Linked DNA regions of Zea mays: region 1 is linked to region 2. A link is a contact called in public Hi-C data. All regions are on one chromosome and are shown on one strand. The core of a region is the stretch at or near the end of the contact, and the rest is flanking DNA. Distances in the headings are between cores, read along the strand shown.

Evidence for each region. A called contact is a pair of places that touch in the nucleus more often than the background predicts.
Region 1: a contact with region 2 is called in a Hi-C map of endosperm, with 3 times the contacts expected there. The contact joins the promoter of LOC100502415 here to the promoter of LOC100284306 in region 2. A contact is called at or near these places in 2 of 25 Hi-C or Micro-C datasets (bundle sheath and endosperm).

Annotation. Positions count from the first base shown.
Region 1 is chr7:126,370,607-126,373,610 of Zm-B73-REFERENCE-NAM-5.0, reverse strand. LOC100502415 reads right to left here and starts at 1,629. Exons shown (of 14, transcript NM_001365550.1): 1 at 594-1,629; 2 at 291-450; 3 at 56-104. The coding sequence starts at 1,302.
Region 2 is chr7:125,575,842-125,578,600 of Zm-B73-REFERENCE-NAM-5.0, reverse strand. It overlaps LOC100284306 (Ethylene response factor), which reads right to left and starts at 1,342. Exons shown (of 3, transcript NM_001157201.2): 1 at 847-1,342. The coding sequence starts at 1,162.

The DNA.
Region 1 (3,004 bases), core at 380-2,879, 790 kb before region 2:
AGTTTGAACTAAACACAGAGATGCAGAGAGGAGTGAAGAGCATTAGAAAAGTCACCTCCTGTACTTCCTCCCTCGTTATCCTCCCGTCCACGTTGGTGTCCACCCTGAATTTGGGACCGAGAACGGCACCAGAAGGAGAAGAAAGCTTACTGTCAAGAATCTGCGGGGGCGCAAAGCGTAGTGCAGGTGCGCACGCACCGGGAATTGGGACGGATCGATTTGTGACGTTACTTTACTTGGGACCCGGGGAAAGGAAGAGAAATGGGGGCGCGTGAAATTTAGCTCAGTACATGTCGAAGAAGATCTGGAGCCGCGCGTCGAAGCTCTGATCGGAGATCTGGAGCCAGAAGTCGTAGAGCTCCTCCTTGGTGATCCGCTCCAGGTTCTGCCGCCGCCGCCGCGCCAGCGCGTCGAAGATGCCCACCGCGAACTCCTTGGAGTCCACCATTCCTGCAGTTTGGGCGTGGAGCGCCATAAGATCGCGGATAAGGACGTCGCAATTACAGTAGGATCGAGCTGTTTCCTCGCGTGTGCGGAGGATAACAATGTGAACTGCAGGCAAGAAGCAGCAGCGGCGTCGAGTGTGGCCGTACCGATGCATTCGCCGAAGTCGTCGCGGGAGAGCAGCCCTTCGCGGGCGAGGTCGTTGAAGCGCTCCTCGACGCGGCGCCAGAGCTCGGCGGCCTCGACGGAGCCCGTGGTGCGGCTGATGAAGCGGAGGCCCTTGAGCGCGCGCCTGGCGCCGGCGCGGGACCGGTTGAGCTGCGCCTGCTCCCGCCGCCGCTCGCGCGCCGCCATGGCGGCCTCCCGCTGAAGCTCGGCGGGCGTGGGGCGGTACGGGGACGGGGAGGGCGACGGCGACCGGAGCCACGCGAACTTCTTCCGTATCCGCGACGACGTCGACGAGCACCGGCTCAGGCGGCCGCCGCCCTCCGAAGGCGCGCGGCGCGGCGACGGCGACACCCCGAGGACCCCCGCGGACGGCGGCGCCGGGAGGGAGGCGGCGCCGTAGAGCGCCGCGCTGGTGGGCGTGACGCTGCGCACCACCATGGACTCCTCGTCCAGCTCCAGCATGACCTCCACCAGGTCCCCCTGGTCCGCCAGGAATGCCGGCAGCATGCCGCCGGCGCCGCCGCTCCCGGCGGCGGCGGCGGCGAAGAACTCCTCCCCATAGGCGGTAGTGTAGGACTCGTTGTCGGAGGCGTCGGTGGCTGTGGTGGTGGTCTGGTCGTCCGCCAGGTAGTCCGCGATGCGGCGGTGGCCGCTGCGCCGGGCGTTGCTCCCGCGCGACGGCGTCCACATGGCGGCAGCCGCGGCGCGAGAGCTGTCCTCCTCTCCGAGGCACAGCGGTGGTTGCGCCCCGCCACGCCTGGCCCTTTTATTATCTTACCCGTAGTCTCCCAGTCCGCTCCGCAATGCGTCCGTCAGCCAGCTATCCCGTTCCCGTGGGCAGGCACCACCGCACCAGGCAGGCAGGCAGGCGGGCGGCACTGCGGCAGCGGCTGGGCGGTGGCCGGTGGGCGGCCCACGCCCGGGCAAGTGATTCCTTCGCGGGCGCGGCCTCCTCGTGCTTTTTTTTCCCCTCTCGTTTGCTTCGCGGTGCGGTGCTCCGCTACCTATTGGCTATTGCGTTCCGCGGTTCTGCCACGGCGCTCGGCTAGCCGCTTTATCAACGAGTGCCGAAGCGAGCAGCGCTTTTTGGAGGCAAGGCTGTGACTGGGCTGGGCTGGGTGGGTGGGTGGGTGCGGCACACCCCAAAACGAAGCTCCATGCGCCACGAGTTTGCGATGCGGTGCTCGGTTCGGACGTGGGAGACGCGGTCGGTGGGCTGGTCTGATGTGGATTTGGAGAACCTCAGACAGACGCTTCCAAACGAGCGAGATGCGGTGGTCAGTGCGGCGCGGCGCGTTCCTTGTTGGCAAAATCAGACCAAAATCCAGCATGGTCCACTGTTTATGGTGTGAGTGGTGAGCTTCAAACACGCAAAGGAAGGGTCGTTTCGGATTGGCGGATTATGGTGCGAGTAGATACAGATTTGCTAAGGTCAGCCTCAATAAGGTTACAAAGTTTCGTAATAGTTTTATAGTCATTAAATAAACTGATATCATGTAGCATCTGTTTAGAAGCAAAGTTTTTTAATACCACAGTTTTACAATACTAATTTTTTTAATGCTATATCATAAACAAAATATTTCAATACCATAATTTTGCAATACCATAGTTTCACACGCAACAAGGAAAGACATTGGTCTAGACCAAATTTTTCAATACTATGGTTTTACTATAGTATTCATAATAATGTGGTTTTTAATATATAGTTTTTAAAACATTTACCAAACATCTTTCTGTATAAAATATCAAAGTCTTGTTAAATACCATGGTATTGCATGGAACTATAAAAAAAACTTTGCTGAGCATAATAGTAACAAAAAAGTGATATAACACAAAGGTATCTAATGTTAATACCTTTGTGTGGTGCCATGTAGCAATATTGTGCTTTGCTGAACGAGCTACATTGTATATAACTAATAACTGAATATAAAAATATAAATATGTAGTTGATATTTACCCATGGTATTTAAGTACAATAACTGATTATCGATGATTGGTTTTAGTTTAGTGTTGACTAACCTCATGTAGTGAGTATAATGTTGTACAATACAACTCTTGACTCGTGATGTGTAGGTGTGAAGCACATAGATGAGGTTAAGTGAGTTCATGCTGATGGACTAGAGTGGTGGAGGACGGACGCTCAGACTTCAATTGAGGAATTGGAGAAACCGAAGCAATGAGCGTGATGGTTGACACCTAGTGAATCAACAAGTGCAAAAGGTAGATGGAGGAACATATCATGTTAACCAAGTCAAGCAAATACATTATATGACTTGGTGATTAGGCAATCATGGGCTGTCGGTGACACGTGTCGAGATCATGAACTGAGTGTATCATGTATGCTACTCATGAGGCGTATAGTGGTTTGGGCCTCAAAATCATCGAGCAAACA
Region 2 (2,759 bases), core at 93-2,592:
TTCTCTCAGGAAAAAAAGAAGAAGAGTCAGCTATGAAGATCCATCAAGATCTTCAAATACTACAGGTTAGAATACCCTTTTGGCCTCCTTACCTACTTAATTAATCAAGTTCAGAATCATGATCGTGTAAATTAGAAGCGCTTAAATTCTTATCTAACCCGGATCTAAACAAATAAAGTTGACAGATAATAAAGAAGCTTCGACCTGAAGGATCTATATAAGGAGATAACAGTTAGCAAGGGAAAAATTCCAGAAATTATTCTCAACTTAACTAAACATCATATTCGGAATAAGATGGCCAATTCCAACACAACTAAACTCAACACGCCCTAACATAAATAAGTACTTATTTTCATAATCGCTCAATAGATCATTTGTGCTAATCGTATAATATATATATACAAAAAAAATTCAACAAATCCGCCTTGCTTAAATCCCGAGCTAACACAATGATCTAGGCATAACACAGAGCAAAGCACATGGACTACATTAAGAACTAGTATAGTAAATAATTTCACAGTTCGTAGCATATATCACTCCATACTGAGAAGCTAGCGGATTGCATACAAAATACCAAGGCTGAAAAGGCTAAGCCAGAGAATTGAACAGCCTTGCCCACTCCATGGCTAAAGGCTAACCAGAGAAATGAAGACAAAATTTCCCTGCTTGGCTGCACCGCAAAGGAACCTCGGCTATCTCATCAACAACCAAAGGAGATTCGAGAAACAGCGCCGCAAAAGAGGCATCTTTCTTTCGCCCGTCCAAGAAGTGTGTGTGTGCGATTGTGCGCGCGCGCGATATACATATAAGGAGAAAACGAAGTAGCGACTTTAATGCGGTGCTCACCAACTGCCGCCTTGGCCGCGGTGGCGAAGGCAAACCTCGTCGGCTCCGGCGGAGGAAGCTCCTGGACCTCGGGGTCGCCGCCTTCGCCGGCGCTGTCCACGTCATCCTCGCCGAGGCCGCGCTCGAACTCGCGGAAGTCGGCCTCGAAGTCCTCCTCCTTGTCCTGGGGAGCTCCCTTACTGCCGGGCCCCGGCCATAGCAGGTCCGCAGTCACACGGCACCGCTGCTGCTGCTGCTGCTGCTTCTTGGCCGCCGCCGCCGCCGCCGCCACCCCGGACGGCGGGATGAAACCCGAGAGGATGGCGCCGCCGCACATCGCCGCAGCGGGGTGGTGGTGGATGGATGGATGGATGGATTATTGGTTGGGCGGACCGGGAGTGTAGGGCACGAGCGGCACAGTGACGAGCTGGGAAAAGGAGGCCACGCAAGATCTTCGCGGTTGCGGTGCGGCTCGGCTTTGCCTGGTCCGCTAGTTCCTCTGGTGAGCGAGGGAGTGGGGGTGGGACTTGGGAGGCGGAGTTGGGGAGATGGTAGCTAGCCGTGGCCGTGCTACTTAAATAATCGGAAGCGACGCTGACGCACTACTGGACAGAGACGCCAAAGGAGATAGCTGCGGTGGGGCCCGCGCCACTCTCCTCCTGCCGCCTCGCGTGTGTGCTGTTGCTGCTGCGGCCCCGGCTCGCTTCGGCGCAGTCATCTTTTTTTCCTCGCCACCATGGTTAGGTCCAACCATATCTCCTCTTTTACCGAAGCAAAATCCCATTATATAGTTATTTATTAAAGAGAGGAAAAAGAGTACGACCCCCACCACCACCACACACACGTGACAGTTGCGATCAAAACATGATTACCATGGTGATATATTTTTAGACGCAAAAAAATAAAATTTGTTTAAATATGTCTAGAATTTTATTCTTATAATAAAATATCAAAAGTACTTTAATAAAATGTTATTTTATATTAAGTATTATTTGGAAACGGAGGTTGGCTAGCAGGTACACTTGCTTTAATGTATTCCAACCAGAGCCTATTGCATGCTATCAAAACAAAACATAGTGGTGCTAAAATAAAAGTTACACTTTCTCTGTCCCAAATTAAAATTCGTATTAGTTTTTTAATGGATTTATACATCATTTGGTGTAGGTGTCTTATACATATATTTAAATTCATCACCACCCAGAATATAAACATAAAAACCAAGAGCTAAAATAGATACTAATTTGGTTCGGAGGGGAGTATAAAAAATGACTATGTTTAATATAATGCTTGTACATTGTGATGTCACACTAATTATATTTGATGATATAGTAATTATTGTACGACACGTGAGAGTCAAGTGGTAAGCCAGTGTGATAGACACTCCCTACAAAAAATTAAAATTAAAGTGCACCCTCTCAAAAAAATGGACATATGACCCACATACCAAAATATTAAACTGTAAATATTGCTTTATCTTAGACAAAAGGCCGAAAAATATATGGGTTGAAAAAGGAGACTTGTCCCTTTTTTATATCTAACTCGGCCGCTATTCTCCTTCAGCTAGCGAGGTGTATCTTCGTGTTGTGTTGGGCTTGGTGTTTTTTCACGATCCATCTAGGAGGTAACGTCCACGTTATGACGATGCACAATTACGATGGACCGCACGTTATATTAGAAAGAAGTGCAAGGACTTTTTTGCAAAAGGAATGACGGTGGAAACTAAAAAACTGGTGCTTTTAAAGGAGTACCGAAAGGCAAAGAAATATGGGTTGAAAAGGAGATTTGTCCCCTTTTTATATGTAACTCGTTTGCTCGTCCTTCTTCAGCTAGCGGGGTGGTACTATACAGGAGCATTGCATTGCATATGGCTTCGCGTCGTGTCGGGATTGAGTGTTTTCTCACGGCTTATCTGGGAGGTAACAACTCATGTCATT